Linked DNA regions of Capra hircus: region 1 is linked to region 2. Evidence: chromatin contacts called from public Hi-C data. All regions are on one chromosome and are shown on one strand. The core of a region is the stretch at or near the end of the contact, and the rest is flanking DNA. Distances in the headings are between cores, read along the strand shown.

Evidence for each region. Hi-C and Micro-C count contacts between places; a contact is called where the count stands out from the background.
Region 1: a contact with region 2 is called in a Hi-C map of blood, with 4 times the contacts expected there. The contact joins the enhancer-like site here to the promoter of SEC16A in region 2. A contact is called at or near these places in 3 of 5 Hi-C or Micro-C datasets (all in blood).

The regions. Positions count from the first base shown.
Region 1 is chr11:103,451,407-103,459,133 of ARS1.2, forward strand. No RefSeq gene overlaps it. Among named protein-coding and RNA genes, the nearest start is that of EGFL7, 39 kb to the right of the region's middle. Within about 2 kb of position 4,070, at least 4 of the 5 cell types and tissues checked have an H3K27ac peak or open chromatin away from gene starts, as enhancers often do.
Region 2 is chr11:103,332,721-103,340,338 of ARS1.2, forward strand. SEC16A (protein transport protein Sec16A) reads right to left here and starts at 1,843. Exons shown (of 31, transcript XM_018056121.1): 1 at 1,609-1,843.

The DNA.
Region 1 (7,727 bases), core at 2,820-5,319, 120 kb after region 2:
GCTGCAGTAGCTTTGACTCCATCCTGCTTGCCACCCAGCTCCGCCAGCCCGGCGGTGTCAGGGATTCATCACTATCGTTGCGCTTTAAGAGGCAGCAAGAGAGGATGGTCTGGGGAGACCCTCGGGACTGCGGTGGGTGGGAGTGCTGAGAGACATCAGGGGTGCAGGGGAGGGTGTGGGGGCTTGGGGTGAATCTCGGCCTTAGGGTCCAACGGGCCTGGAGGGTGGGGGGTACCGAGACAGGACAGGAGATATGCAGGCCCAAGTGCGCAGGCCAGAAGTGGTGCGGGTGTGGGTCTGAGCTCGGGATGGTCCCTGAGGCAGAAAGTGGACACGTCGGCCCATGGCTGTCGGTTGGAGCTGGTGGGGGGTCTTCGGGAGGGAGTCCTCCCCAAGGGCAGTTGGTACAGAAGGACCCTCAACAGGTGCCAGGGCCAGAGGGCTTGTCTGGGCTGGGAGGGGCAGGTTTAGGGCGAGGAGCGGTGAGCCCAGGGTGCCAGGACGGGGGGGTCCCCGAGCCAGAGCCCAGGGAGGGGACAGGGGCGTGCCGGGGTGGGGTGGCTAGGACAACCCAGCCGCAGGGGCGAGCCCACGGTCATGATCCCCAGGGCCGGCCATCAGGGTGATCTTTGGGGGCGTCTGGGACAGACTGTGGGGCTTTGCTGGGAGCCTTACTGCGGAGGCAGGGAGTGGGGAAGGGCCCCAAGAGGAGGCAACCCCACCCAGTGAGGGGGCCTCAGGTGAATCTCTGCCTCTCTGGCCCTGAAAGCCTCGCCTGTGGGCTGGGAACAGAGCGTGGAGCTGCTGCAGGGTGGAGGAGACCGTGGATGAGAAGAGGCGCGTTTGGGAGCAGCTGTGAGGGAGATGCTGGATTTGGGCAATCGGGAGCCTGGGAGCTGGCAGTCAGCCACTCCAGGGGTGCCCTGGGTGGGGAAGGCGAGCAGGAGGCCTCCTGGACAGGTGCAGGGAGGGGCAAGCCAGGGCTGGAACCTGTATTTCAGGGCAATAAATTCCCCACCAGCCGAAACCAGAAGAAAGGGATGAGAGAAAGGAGACGCGAGGTCCGGGCCTGCTCAGGCCCAAAGGGAGGCTTTTCTGAGGCCCATGGGCAGCTGGGCAGAAGCTGAGGGTGGGGCGGGGGGTCTGCTGGGGCCCCTGGTGGCCGCCTGGCTAATTACTCTGCAGAAGTGTGGAGGAGGGCCTGGCCTGAACGAAGCTTCAGTCTTTTAAAGGACAAGGCAACATGAACTTATCTTTACTGTCAGGCACCACGCGTAGGCCGACTCAATGGGCATAATTTTGAGCAGACTCTGGGAGGTGGTGAAGGACAGGGAAGCCTGGCATGCTGCAGTCCATGGGGTCATAAAGAATTAGACACAACTCAGTGACTGAACAACGATATGCATGGGGGGCTTCCCTGGGGGCTAAGATGGTAAAGAATCTGCCTGCAACGCAGGAGACCCGGGTTCAATCCCTGGATTGGGAAGATCCCCTGGAAAAGGGAATGGCTACTCGCTCCAGTATTCCTGCCTGGAGAATCCTATGGACAGAGGAGCCTGGTGGACTAATGTCCATGGGGTCGCACAGAGTCAGACACGACTAAGTAACTAACACACGATGAAAACACATGTGTAGGACCGGCCATAAGACGGCGGAAAGGCCACAGGCTGCGAGGCGTCCACCCAGGGCAGCTCCGGCTCCGTGAGAACCACATGGCAGGGAGCAGAGCTGGGGGACTGGGTAGCCGCCAGCACAGAGCTCCAGGCCGCCCGCCCGCCCGTGTTTTCTCCTTTCTTCCCTCCCGTGCGTCTGCTGGTTTGCCTGTGCCGAGCAACACAGCCTGTTTTGTCAACGAGCGCCCTTTGGTTGAGGTCAGGCCCGGCCCCACACGTGCTACCTGCCCTGCCTCGGCCGCAGGCCAGCACCCCCCAACCCCAAGGGCTCGGAGACCAGGGTTTGGGAACCCTGGCGCCTGCACTCCCCCCCCCGGGCCGGGGGCGCTCACAGGTCACAGATGAACCACCTCCCCCATCCTCACTCCTTGAGCGAAGCCATCACCCTTCCTGCAGGTGAAGTAAAGGAGGCAACCAGCAAACATTTAGGGACACCGCATCAGTGCCGAGGCCAGCAGAGGAGAAAGAGGACGCAGTGTCCCCGAGCAGCCTGAAAGGGCCCCTGCTGGACAGGCAGGGCGCGGGGTGGCTGTGAGTGTGCAGGGCGTAGCAGCAGGTAGGCCGGACGCCCTATCGCCTAAGGAGGCTGAGGGCCCGTTGAGGCAATGTAGTCTGGGAGGACTTTTGGGGGGAGGAAGAGGAATTTCAGGGGCGCGAGGAGGCTAGGCACTTCTTTTGACTCCAGTTTTCCCCATGTGAGGAGGGAAGATGCTTGTCCTATTGGCTGATCAGGTTTGTTTAGCTTCGATTTTTGGAAGAGAGCAGATGAGCCCATGGACAAGAAGTTTCTAGGGCTTCTGCTCCCTCCGTGTGGGTCTGTTTCCCATTTGCACAGTGGGTCCAAGAGGCTTCACGTCCCAGGGTTCACTGGCGAGCCCCGGAGACATGTAGGCTGAGCCCTGGGCAGACCGAGGCTGGTCTGGGCTCGGCACGCTCCCCACCCATCTCAGGAGCCCAGGAGGCAGCTTCTGGGACTTGCCAAGGGCTCAGAGGTCCACACCCTCCCAGCCCAGAGAGCCACTCATGAGATCGTCAGCAGAGCAAAGAGGAAGCTGGGCTGGGAACTTGGTGGTGCAAGCCAGTCCTCGGTGCTGACGACCTCAGGAGCTTGTGCAATGAAGCTGGGGTCCGGAAAGTTGGCCGCCTGTGGCTGCACGCAACCGGCAGGCCAAGGGGTCACGCCGGAGGCAGCCTGCTGGTCCCGGTGGCCCCAGGTGAGCCACCACGACAGGTCAGCCCGACTTGAGCCGGCCAATGGGGTCCCAGCCCCCACTCCGGCCACTGAGGCCTCGCTTACCACCCCCAGCTCCAGGGCCTCCTGGCCTGGGGGCTCCCAGGGTACAGGTCACCCCCCACCCCACCCTTTAGTGGCCACTGTGCTTCCCGGGGGACCCGTCCCAGCCTACTTCCTGCCATGTCGCCCTTCCGGCCCTCGGTCCCCCAGGACAGAGCAGGAGGCCTGGCCCTCGGTCAGAGCCGGGCTCTGCCTTTGAAAACAGACCTGGGTTCGAATCCCGACTGACCCTCCTCTGAGCGCACCCTGTGGCAACACCCTTCCCCCTCTGTGCATGGGGTCATGACGGGGTCATGAAGGGGGCCATGAAGGGGTCCACTCGGGGGTCATGAAGAGGTCCACTCGGGGGTCATGACAGGGTCCACTCCGGGGTGATGACGCGGGCCATGAAGGGGTCCACTCGGGGGTCATGGTGGGGTCTACTCACTGGCCAGGAGCCCCCTGAGATGAGGCCAGAGCCCTCGGTCTGGGAGGGCCCTCAGGGCTCCTTGCTGAGAGGAGAGCCCTAGGTGGGCTGGGAGGCTCTGGGGGAACCGTGCAGGGAGAAGCTGAGAGAGGTCACTGCAAGCCACGGGGGCCCAGGCCAGGGCTGCAGGAGCCGGGCCCAGGCTTCGTGTGCCAGGAAGCCGGGCTCAGCAGGGCACAGGAGCAACAATGTGGTGACCTCATGCCAGCTCCTCCCACAGCTCCTGGCTGGCGGGACTTCCCCCCAGCTTTGCCCAGCACAGGGCTGGGAGGAGGAGGCGGGGGTTACCATGTCCCCGGCACCCCCCAGCGGCGACAGCCCCCCAGAGGACAGCCCTAGAGTGAGGAGGAATGGGGCCTGCAGGCCCTCCCCCGGGACTCCCAGACCCAGGGCAGATCAGATCTGGGTCGGCTGGACCCTGGTTATCTCGGCTCCCCCAACAGGGCGCTAGATACAGAGCCCAGAGGTCCCGGCCAGGCAGGTTATCAGGAGCCACGGAGATCCTGACCTCACCAGACCCAGGCTGGGCATGGGGGTGGGGGTGCCCGAGGCGTTTCCAGCCCGCCCAGTACCCGTTATCTGGGGCAGCCTCGCCCAGCCCAAGATAATTGCCCAGAGCAGAGATAGATGCTGGGAATAAGGCCAGGCGGCCAGCTCCCAGCTGGGGAGGGAAGATCCGCCAGGCCAGGCCAGGCCACAGTAAAGGGAGGTGGGCCCCTGGGAGGGCGGCCCGGCCTCAGTGGAGCAGCTCAGCCCAGCGTTCGCTGGGAGGGGAGATGAGTTGAGTGTCCTAGTGCAGAGGAGGCCCAGGGCTGGGTTGCCCGGGGCCCAGGTATGTTGAGCAAGAACCCAGACTGGGGCTCACTCTCCCGGCTTCCTGCCCCAAGGACCATCTTCCCGCGACAGGCCACACTGTCTGCAGGCCTGGCTGGGTGTTCTCCCCTGGGAAGGAGGCTTCAGGATCGAAGGGGTGTGCCCAGCCCGGCCTGGGGCTCCCAGGGCAGCCCAGCTCTGCCAGGGACCGGCCAGCCGGAGCCCCACGCCCCAGGCAGGGCCTCCCCTGTGCCAGGCCCAGCACGTGACTCCTGGCCCGGGCAGGGGAAGGAGCCACCCGCCCCGCCCACCCGGGGCGCCAGGGGCTCGTGAGAGTGGAGAGTGCCTAGAAGAACGGGATACACAAAGCCCCTCTTCCCATGCGAAGGGCCTTCCAGGGCCCCCAGCCCGGACCCACCCGGCGCCCGGGGCTGTCTTCCTGCCCGCTCTTGCGACACTCGGTGAGGGCTGCCCAGAAACCCGATCTCAGGCTCAGGCCCCGACGTGCCCCCGCTGTCTGTGTCGTTCGGCTCCTTGCCGTGGCGGGCAGCCAGTCCAAGGCTCCGTGGAGAAGCTGTGGTCCTGCCCGCAGGTTCTCCAAGGGGCAGCAATGGGCACCACCTCCCAGGCAAAGGGGCTCTGAAACAGGACCCTCCACAAAGGCCTCTGTCGCACCAGCAGGCCAGGACAGCAGATGACAGCAGATGAAGCCAGCCCCCTGACCCTCTGGCAGTCTGGGGCGAGTCCACCCAGTGCTGGCCCCTCAGCGTGCCTACCTGGGCTGGGCCCCCACCCCGGCCTCCTCCAGAAGTGGTGCCACGCTTGCTGCTCCCCTGAGAGAGGGGCGGGGAGCCCCTCCCCTAGGCTGGGGGCTGCCCCAGGAAGCCCCCCTGTCTCCTGGGAGAAGGGGCTCTGTGCGGCCTGTGGGAAAGGGACCCTGAACACCTTGGGATGGTGTGGGATGCTAGGCGGGCATGTCCGGGCCTCAGGGGACTTCTCCAGGACCTGAGTGATCAGAGCTGGGCAGAAGCAGCAGGTCTGCCCGGGGAGGGGGCACTGGACACCCCAGGACCCTCCAGCCTCAAGCCCAGCCTCCGTCCCCCCAGCCCGCTGCTCCTCTTGGGTGGTGGGGGTGGGGCAGGCCAGGGCAGGTGGGCAGGTGGGCAGGCGACCTGATACCCTGGCTCCCTGTTCCCAGCAGTGGCCCCTGCAGGTGGGGCTGGTGACAGGGGCCTTCCTTCCTCCCCAGCAGATGTCGAAGGAGCTGCAGGGACGAGGGATAAACAAGCCGTGGGCCTCCTCCCCGTGGAGCTGCTGGAGCAGGGCCCTCACAGTGGGTTTAGTGGGGGAGGGGGATTGGCCCGGCAGCCAGAAGCCTCCTGGAGGCAGGCAGTCCCCTCTCTGCATGAGGCCCAGGGTCCTCTGGCTGCTCTCCACACTGAAGCCTGCAGGGCCGCCCTACATGGGTGTGCAGGTTGGGCACTGCGCAAGGGGCCAGAAGCCATCAGGGCAGCGGCCCTGCCTACACCAAGCATCTTTCTAAACCTCGAATCAGAGCCCCTCCTTAAGACCCGGCTTAGACCTGGAGCAACGTGCCCCCCACTCCCCACCCCAAGGGATGAAGCTTGACTGCTCTGCCCCCGCCACGCCCCTCCACGGCTCTCAGCCTGAGTCTCAGCTCCGCCATGAGCTCCGTGCTCCTGTTGCCTCTGCTGTCCCTGTCGGCACCTCAGTCACCCCGTGCTGCCACCTCCTGGTCCCTGAGACATCTTTCCCTCCCCATGTCCTGGCCTCGTAGTCTGCAGGCTCTGTCACTCTGCAACCCCACGGACGTTTGGAGAGGGCAGGGGGGCGAGAGGGGCCTGAACGTCAGGTTTTGCTGGGGAGAGGACCAAGGACTGGGGCCAAGAGTGGAGCTGGGAGGTAGGGGACATAGGGTCCAGGGAGCCTCTGATCAGGGGCACAGTCCAGAGCCAGGGCCAGCGAGCTCAGTGTCCCTCCCCACTGCGCTTCTGCTCTTATGGCCGCCCGCTGCCCGCCGCCCACTCCAAGTAGCGCTGGAATTCAAGGGCCTCCCCCAGGGCTCCTGAGAAGAGCCTGTATCTCCCTTAGCCTTGAGGGGGTCACGATGGGCCTTTGTGGGGCCTGGCCAGGCCCTCGAGACATCTGAAGCCCAGGTGACTCCGGAGGCTCACTGGGGGCCCCAGGCCCACTGACGGCGCTGGGCAGTCCCTTCTCCCCCAGCCCATCCCCACCGAGGCAGCTCCGGGTGCCGAGGGCGGCACATGCCTGGGCAGGGCCCACTGCAGCTGGCGGCTCCAAGGACAGCCGCGCTGCCCCCCGCTGGCTCACACCCCCTTGGGAGTCAGGGTTCAGGGAGGCGCCCGCCCACATCCCCCTGGCTCTGGGCCCCCACTGTCTTCTTCCCTGCTTCTTTCCAGTGAACCAGGGACCCAGACACCAGGTTTCTATGAGCCAGAGGGCTCAAGGGCCCTCTGGGGTTTGGGGCTCCCCTATGCTCCCCCACATTGGGGAGCAGCAGCCTCTCAGGCCTCCACACCGGTCCCCAAGGGCCAGAATAGCTCGGATTTCGGCGACCCTGCTGAGAGGGATGCGCTCTGACAGCCCGCCTCTACAGACCCCCGCTGGCCACATGGCCCGACTGCCCTGCTGAACCTCCTGCTGGAGACAATCGTGGTCACCAGCTGCGTGCAGCTGCGCTCTGCTTTGGGGGGCAGAGTCGATGGGGTGGAGAGAGCTGCAGCAGGGGGTGCATGCTGGAGGGGACCGAGCTGGGCATGGCCTCCAGGCCAGTCTGGGAAGGGCCAGGGAAGCGGCCAGGGCTGGCCTGGCCTCCTCTTGGGCGCCAGGAGGGTGGACACCAGCTGGTACTCACACTCCCACCTGCCACACCTTCCTCCTCAGCTCAGCGTTTTCTCACGCTCGGAGCTGGCACAGCAGACCCTGCCATGCTGGGACTTGTCACCCCGATCCCAGGAAGGTGGGCGAGGCCTTCCTCTGGGCCTGGAGGCAGGGGCCACTGCAAGTCAAGACATGGCCTGGAGGGGGGGACGCCGGGTTGCAACACCGGCTGAGCAGCTGCGGGAGGCCCAGCCCACGCCTGGCACGTGTCCCAGCCCGTCTACCCACCTTGGCACCCACCCACCCCCACTGGGGGGGGAGGCGGAGAGCATGGGTGGGCAGCAGGAGGCAGGTTCCCACCCTTCTTCGAGTGGGACCCAGGCCCGGGGGCCAAGGCCCTGCCCCTCTCGTCCTGTTTCCCCCGCTTTGAGGCTGGGGATCCAGCTCATCCAAAGAAGTGAGCTGGGACACCTGTGTGCACGCATGGCGCTCAGCGCCTTGTCGGAGCCCGGGGCAAGGTCGGCGTGTGACCTCACTTTTCCCCTCTGCAGAGTAGGGTGACGGGACAGCTACCCCAGGGCCCCCGGGAGGCTCCAATAGGAGGTCCCCACTGTGGGAT
Region 2 (7,618 bases), core at 593-3,092:
ACAGACCCCAACACTGCTGAGTACAGAATCAAACACTGAGATGCTAGGGAAAAGGAAGGGGGTTTCTCAACACTGCCCAAAGCAACAAAGAGCCAAAAGGACACTCTGACGTTAAGTCAAGATGCTTACAGAGGCTGGAGGGAACCGTGTTAAAATTTACACGCTACCCTAAAGAAAACTTTTGAGACTTAAACTGCAGTAACTTGCTGTTAAGGCATTATGAGTCACAAAGAACAAGAAAGAGAGGACTTTTTGCCTCCTGCTGGATCTCTATAAGACAAGAGCACCCGGAACCCTAAGAAAGAGCATTGCAGTGGGGCGGGGGAGGTGGGAAGAAGGGCAGTGCAGACACCTGAACAAGTGTCACCCTAGGAACAACTGTTTGTGACTTAAGTTTGCTTCTTAACCATTTCCGGGGACGGGAAACACCTTTCTAGTTAACCTCTACATCGAACAAAATCTTAATAAGCAACCCAACCACCAAGCCACTTAAAACTTTACGTAAAACAGCAAAACTGATTTTAGGTGGCTGTCTCACGTCCAAGACGAGCAACCCAACCACCAAGCCACTTAAAACTTCACATAAAACAGCAAAACTGATTTTAGGTGGCTGTCTCACGTCCAAGACGCTCTACAATAATACTTTCATCACAGAAAGGGCAGGTTGGTGGACACACTCCTCTGCCCCTTGATATAAAACACAGCGCCTGACCTCGGTTGCAACATCTTGGTGACCTCCCCACGAGATTACCAATAGACTCAACAAGGCTGTAGTTCCTCGGTTCAAATGTCAATGTACCTCAACGCCGGCACGGCTCAGCAGAAACCACACCGCGGACCCTTCGAAGCAAAGGGCACGCTAAACTGTGAAAGGAATCCCCGAGATGTTTCTGCTCTCTATCAGGTCTGGCTTTTCCTCCAGCCTTTCCAACATAACCCCACACCGAGACCACAACGGCCAGGGTTCACACAACTGACCCGACAGCCTGTGCAGGTGTGGGGCCACGTCAGCACTCATGGTGGTCGCCTGGCCTGCTCGGCCCGCAGGCTCCCGCCCGAACCCCCCGGCGCCTCCGCCCGAGGTTCCCGGCGGCTCCCCGGAGACGCTCCCGTTCGCTTCGAGCTGGGCCCGGTCCAGTCGCCTCCCTCCGCCCCAACCCCGACCCTCACCGGCGCGCTGCAGGGAGGCCGAGGCCCCCGCCGGCTCCTGCCCGTTCGCTCCGCGACCCCCGGCTCCGGCTCCTCAAGAGCCGCGCGAAGAAGACGGCTCGGCGGTTGCGACAAGCGCCGACACAGCAGCAGCGGCAGCCATCTTGGCACATCCGGCTCCGGGGGCCGCGGCCTCCGCTCCGCCGACGTGTCCGACAGAGACGTCAGCGCGCGCCACGCCCCTCGCAGGGGCCCTCGGGACGCCCCGCCCCTGCCGTATCCAGTCCAGCCCCATTCCCATGGCCCCGCCCTCAGCCCCGCCCCTGTTCTCAACGGCCCACCCCTGGGCCCCGCCCCTTCCCCTGGCGCATCCAGTCCCGCCCCATTCTCATGGTCCCGCCCCTCATCCCCGCCCCCCGTTCTCCACCGCCCATCCCCGGGGCCCCGCCCCTCGCCCACCTGCCCGGTCCGGCGCGCGAGCACCGCTCTGGGACGTCGCACGGGTTATGCTGGCTCTTTCTTCCGGCCTCTTCTGGCCTGAGGATGTGAGAAGAGTCGGGAGCCTTCCAGCATACCCAAGGAAAGGCTCAGTCTTGAACGCCAGCAGGTACCCCAGCCGAGAGCGGCTACCGGGCTGCTCCGAGAACCCGAGGGGCGCCTTGGCGCAGGCGCGTTCCTCGCGTCCTGCCGTTGGACTTCCGAAGCCAGAGAGACGGGCGGAAGGCCACCGAGCATGCGCTGCCCGCCCCCGTGGGCTGCGCGTGCGCGGCTCGCGGCGGCGCGCGGGTTGCCTAGTTACCGCCCCGGGCTGCGGGGTCTTCCAGATCTGCCCCGCAACCTTGTTCGGGCTCACCGGTAGCTCTCTGGAAGCCCTCCCGCTGCGTACCGATGGAGCAGGAAGAGACACGGCCTGGCCCCCAGTCCACAGCCACCCAGGCTCCCGCTTCGGGAGGGTCGTCCTGTGCACCTGCGGTCCCCAGCCGCCGCACCCCGGCTCGGCCGTGGCCTTCCGCGGACACGTGCTCTGCCTGGTCGCTTCCTTCCCCGCGCTCCCCGGCGCTGGCCGCGCAGCCTCCGGACCCCCTTTTGTCCGCCCTAAACCCCATCAAGGCCCCTAACTCTCCTCCCAGTGAGCGGCGTTAGCCTAGTGATGCCCTGGGGACGGAAGCTAGGGTCTCTGTGTGGTTTCCCCGAACCGTTGTCGAGTGGATATTTGTGTTGAAAGACGGCGACCCCGAGGTACCGAGTGGCAGGCTGGGCCGCTGGGCCTCACTCTCTTGTGCCTCCTTGTGGTCGCTCCCCCTTCCCGGTGTCCACCCGGAGACACCATCCGATTGCACTCATAGAGGCTCTTAGGGAGGAGAGGATTCTGCCATTGGGAACCTCATTCTCCCAGTGAGAAAAGGCAGGTGAAGAAGCCGCCAGCCTGCCCTAGGGCACTCACCTGCCGCCGGCCTGGCACAGGGAAGAGCCGCAGCCTGTCCGGCTGGCCCCAAGGCCTTACGGAGGGCAGAAGGGGTGGCACGTGGGGCTTGTCCACTTGTCCCCCACCCAGCCACTGAGCTCCCAGCAGCGCTGCCCGCTGTGCTTTGGCCTGACTGGGGTGGGAGGGCACCCTGGGCGCTGGTGGGACCCAGGAGCTTGGGAAGAAGGAAGGAGTGTGGTTCTATTTGTTGGCAAGGGAGCAGCCACGCTGTCAGCGCCCTGGGCGGGTGTGGGGAGACTTTCAGCCCATCTGACGTGGCCACTGTGCTAAGCTAACATTTGCCTTGCAGAAGTCAAGCTCCCAGCCTGTTCAAACACAGAGTTAGGGAACACGCAGTAGAACACAGCCCTGGGCCCCACCACTCCGTCCCCTTCTTCCTGGTGGTCACTGTGTTCTGTAGTGACTGAAAGTGAAAGTTTAGTCACTCAGTCGTGTCTGACTCTTTGCGACCCCATGGACTGTAACCTACCAGGCTCCTCGGTTCACCGGATATTCCAGGAAAGAGTACTGGAGTGGGCTGCCATTTCCTTCTCCAGGGGATCTTCCCAAACCAGTGATCAAACCTGGGTCTCCCACATTGTAGGCGGATGCTTTACCGTCTGAGCCACCAGTCTGCAGTCGCTAGTCCCAGCAAACCACCCTGTAGGGAGATGTCACTGTTCCCACCCACCCCCACCCTCACCCTGCAGGGAGAGCAGTGACTCTTCTAGGGTCAGCACTCCTCAAGTTGAGCTGAAGAGCTCGAGCCCAGACTTCCCCTTTGGTGACTCGAGGAGCCCTGTGGTCAGCCCCACTGAGGTCTAACCTGAAGACACCGGAAGCAGCAGAAAGCAACCTGCCCAGGGCAAATTGGAGACCTCAGGGCCCTGGGCAGGATGTGAAAGAGACATGGTGTCGACTTCTACGGAGTGACTCTAAGGAAAGTCGTGATCAGGGCTTAGGGCTTCTTCCCCTCCCTTCCTCTCTCCCTCTTAAGCCTCTGTGTGGAATCCCTCTGTGGTTCTATCTGTAGCCTGGTGTGCAGGAGAGGGTTCCTGGGCCCACTGCTGAGCCATCAAGCCTCTGGGCCATGGAGGCAGGGCTCTGAGTCACAGACCATCTGCTTTAAGACCCAAGCTACTGCCTAGGTGCGGTGTGCCGTTCGTCACCTTCCTTGACCTCATCACCCTGGGTTTAGGCAGGGCAAGCACCTGGGCAGTCTGGGGGCTGAAAAAGGGTACTTTTGCCACATGTGAACCGGGGGGTGCGCCACCGTGACGGCCAGTGCTGCTTCTGACTTGGCAGGCACCCCTCCTTGTGTCCACTCCTCTCTCCTTTCTCCCAGCCCCTCCCCTGCCTCATACTTGGAGGCTGGATACAAATGTTACCATCTCCAGAAGTGGGCTAGAATCAGCCACTCTCTCCTGGGGGCACAGTTGGCATCTGAGCTGTAGTCACTTACCCAGAGCACAGGGGACACAGGACTGCTGTGGACAGAGGCAGAGGCCGGGAGCTGGGCTGTCCTGTCACACTATGTGCCTCTGCCCCCAGCCTGCACCTTCCAGGGTGGCTGCTACAAACCAAGGTGGGCTCCAAGTACAGAGGCCATGCCTCGGCGCCAAGAACGTGAACTGGCTCAGTGACAGCCTTACTTGTTGCAATGAAAATATGTTGGACATATTGGGTTAAATAAAATACACTATTCGAGTTTATTTCATGTTTCCTTTTAATGTAGCTGCCAGGAAATTTAAAATCCCACCTATGGCTGGCATTGCATTTCCATTGGACAGTGCTGGTCTAGCTGTTGAGCACGTTGTCGGGGGGTCAGAGGCCCCCCTCAGTATCCCCTGATGACCAGCCTACCGGGCAGACCTCACCGGGGCCCTTGGGCAGCCGTCTCAGGTGGTCTGTGGCCAGGAGCCCGTGCCCCTCTCTCTATTCAGGGCATCAGGTGTGACCCGTGGGTGTGTGTAGGGCAGGTCAGTTGCTCTGCTTCAGCCCTGACCACCCCCTCAGTCCTGGATGCTAAGGCTGAGGGCGTGGGAGGCAGCCTGCCCGGCTCGGCCTGGGAGAAGGGGCGACCTCTGTGAGACGGGGCTGGCTGGGTGGTCCAGGCAGAAAGCGTGTCAGGGCCTCAGAGGTGGGAAGAGCTGCAGGGAGGGCTTCCAGAGAGGGATGGGGCTGAGGCGGACTGCACGATTGGAGAGGAAGGGGTGGCGGCCAGTTCCTTCGGGAGAAGGCGGGTCCAGAGGCGCGGATGGCTGGGCCTCTCAGGTGTTGGGCTGCTGTGCGTGTAGGGGCAGCTGTCGGGGTTCGTGCAGGTTGGTTACTGGTGTGTGGCCAGGCTGAAGGTGAGACGTGGGAGACGTCTCCGTGAGGCGTAGGGCCAGCACCATTAGAACCCGCCAGACCTCTGGAGGGCCTCGCGGGAGAACATTCCACACCCAGGCCAAGCCCTGACCCAGCCAGGCTTAGTAAATGTCAGCACATGAGTGTCACTGTAGCCTGAACGTAGCTCTGGCTCTCACCTCCAGCATCTGGAAACGCATCTGGCACCTCGAAGGTCTCAGAGAACTTCTTTCGTAAGAGCCAAGTACTAAGCATATAGTGTTCAGTCGCTCAGTCCTGTCTGACGTTTTGAGACCCCACTGACTGTAGCCCATCAGGCTCTTCTGTCCATGGGATTTCCTGGCAAGAATCCTGGAGGGGATTGCCATTTCCTCCTCCAGGCGATCTTCCTGACCCAGGGATTGAACCCGAGTCTCCCACATCTGCATTGGAGGCGGATTCTTTCCTGCTGAACCACCGGGGAAGCAATAAGGGCGAAGTAGAGAACACAGATTGGAGAAGGAAATGGCAACCCACTCCAGTGTTCTTGCCTGAAGAATCCCAGGGACGGGGAAGCCTGGTGGGCTGCCTTCTATGGGGTCGCAAAGAGGTGGACACGACTGAAGCGACTTAGCAGCAGCAGCAGAGAACACAGGAAAATCTGCGCTGTGTCCTTAGCTGCAGCGGGGCCCTGGAAACCCTGGGACCCCTCTGTCTCAGAGCTGAACACAGATGTTTGCTGGGCTCCCACCAAGCCCTGGGCACCCGGAGGAGCTGAGGCTGTGGCCATGGGGCAGACCAGCATGGCTTCTGCCCCTGGGGAGCTGGACACAGGGCAGCTGTGAATGCGCTCAGGGTAGGCGGGGGCACCTGGAAAGGCCTGGATCCCACCTGCTGGGGGGTGGGAGGGGGTGGGAAAGGAGAAGCATTTGTGGCAGAAGTGAAGAGAAGCTTCTGGAGGGGCAATGGGCAGACCCAGAAGGCGGGCAATGGCGTGGGAGCCAGTGGGTGTGCATTGCCTGGGGCTTTGCAGGCCCCGTGAGGGGATTCACGCTTGTTTTCTGAAAGCAAGGGAAGCCTTCAGGGACTTTCCAGCCAGGAGTGACATCATCTCTTTAACCTCCGCCGGGCTGCCTAGCAGACTAGTAGCCAGAGCCAGGAGCCCAGGGTCCCCTAGAGGCATGGCAAGGCTGCGGGGGCCAGGCTGGTGGGGAGAGTCGGACCTCAGATGACCTCCCAGGGCGGGACATGGCTCTCTGGCTGCCAGCTGCGTCTGCACCCCCTTGGCACAGCACACGATTCACACACATCAGCCAAGGGAACAGCTAGAACGGGGGGGCAAGACCCCAAGCACCAGCATCGTGGTGACCTCAGTCCCAGGTGTCGACCAGGAGGCCGGGGGCATGGGGGATCCAGACTGGAGCGGGCATAGGGCAGAGCCTGGAGGAACTCCTACACCCGCAGGTTGCCAAGTGCCAGGCTGGCTGTGGCCTTGACTCCTGGCAACATGAGCTTGGCACACCCCTCCCTGAGCACGGGCTTCTCTGTCCGAATGGTGATGAATGAGCGAGGGAGGCTCTTCAGGCCTCCAAAGGGAGGTGGCCCCTCGAGGAGTTGAGAGGACACCGCCTGGGGAGTCACACGGCTCTGGCCTGAGTGGGCGAACTCAGGGAAGTGATCTTCCTCTTTGAACCTCAACTTCCTCATCTGTGAAATGGGACAACAGCACTGTCGCAGGCGATGGCCCTGAGCGCCAGGTGAGGGGCAGGCATATACACGGTAAAAGCCAAGACTCACCGGGCCTCACCGGGCCCTCCGGAGGTGTTCCTGCCGGTAATCTGCTCTGGAAATGGGACCCTGGCGGAGCATTGCCAGCAGGGGGAGGCAAAGCGCCGCCTCTGAGTGGGCCAGCTGGGCCCCGCGAAGCCACCACCCTGCTGGATCTGGGCTCTGGGGGGCGGAATGGCCCAGGTTCATTCAGGATGGGGCTTCGGGGCAGCCAGAGGAAAGAGTTTGCGTCGGGCCCAGGCTGCAGCCGTCTCTGGAGGGTATTCATCGCTGGATGCCGTGAGGGTGGTGGGGTCTGCAGAGCCTAGTACCTGCTCTATCAGTCCTCCCGGGGTTGAGCTTAATGGACAGCAGAGAACGTGGCTTTTTCGAGCTCTGTGCTCAGTGATTGAATCCTCACAGCCACGCGGGCTGGATGTAGGTTCGGCACCCGTGGGCACCCACTAGGTCACTGGTCGCTTGGCAGGTCCTGAGCCCAGTGTGGCGGGAAGGACGTCGCCTGGGGCAGTGAGCTTCTCTTTCTTTCCTTTTGGTGGGGAATAGCTGACCTACTTAAGGTCACACACTCTTCCAAGGCTTGTTTTGTTGTTGTTTGTCTCTGGCACGGCTTGTGGGGCCTTTTCATACTGTTCATGGGGCTCTCAAGGCAAGAATACTGAAGTGGTTTGCCGTTCTTTTCTCCAGTGGACCACATTTTGTCAAAACTCTCCACCACGACTCATCCATGTTGGGTGGCCCTACACAGCACGGCTCCTAGTTTCATTCAACTCTCATGCTAGCAAAGTAATGCTGAAAATTCTCTGAGCGAGCCTTCAACAGTTCATGAGTCGAGAACTTCCAGATATTCAAGCTGGATTTAGAAGAGGCAGAGGAACTAGAGATCAAATT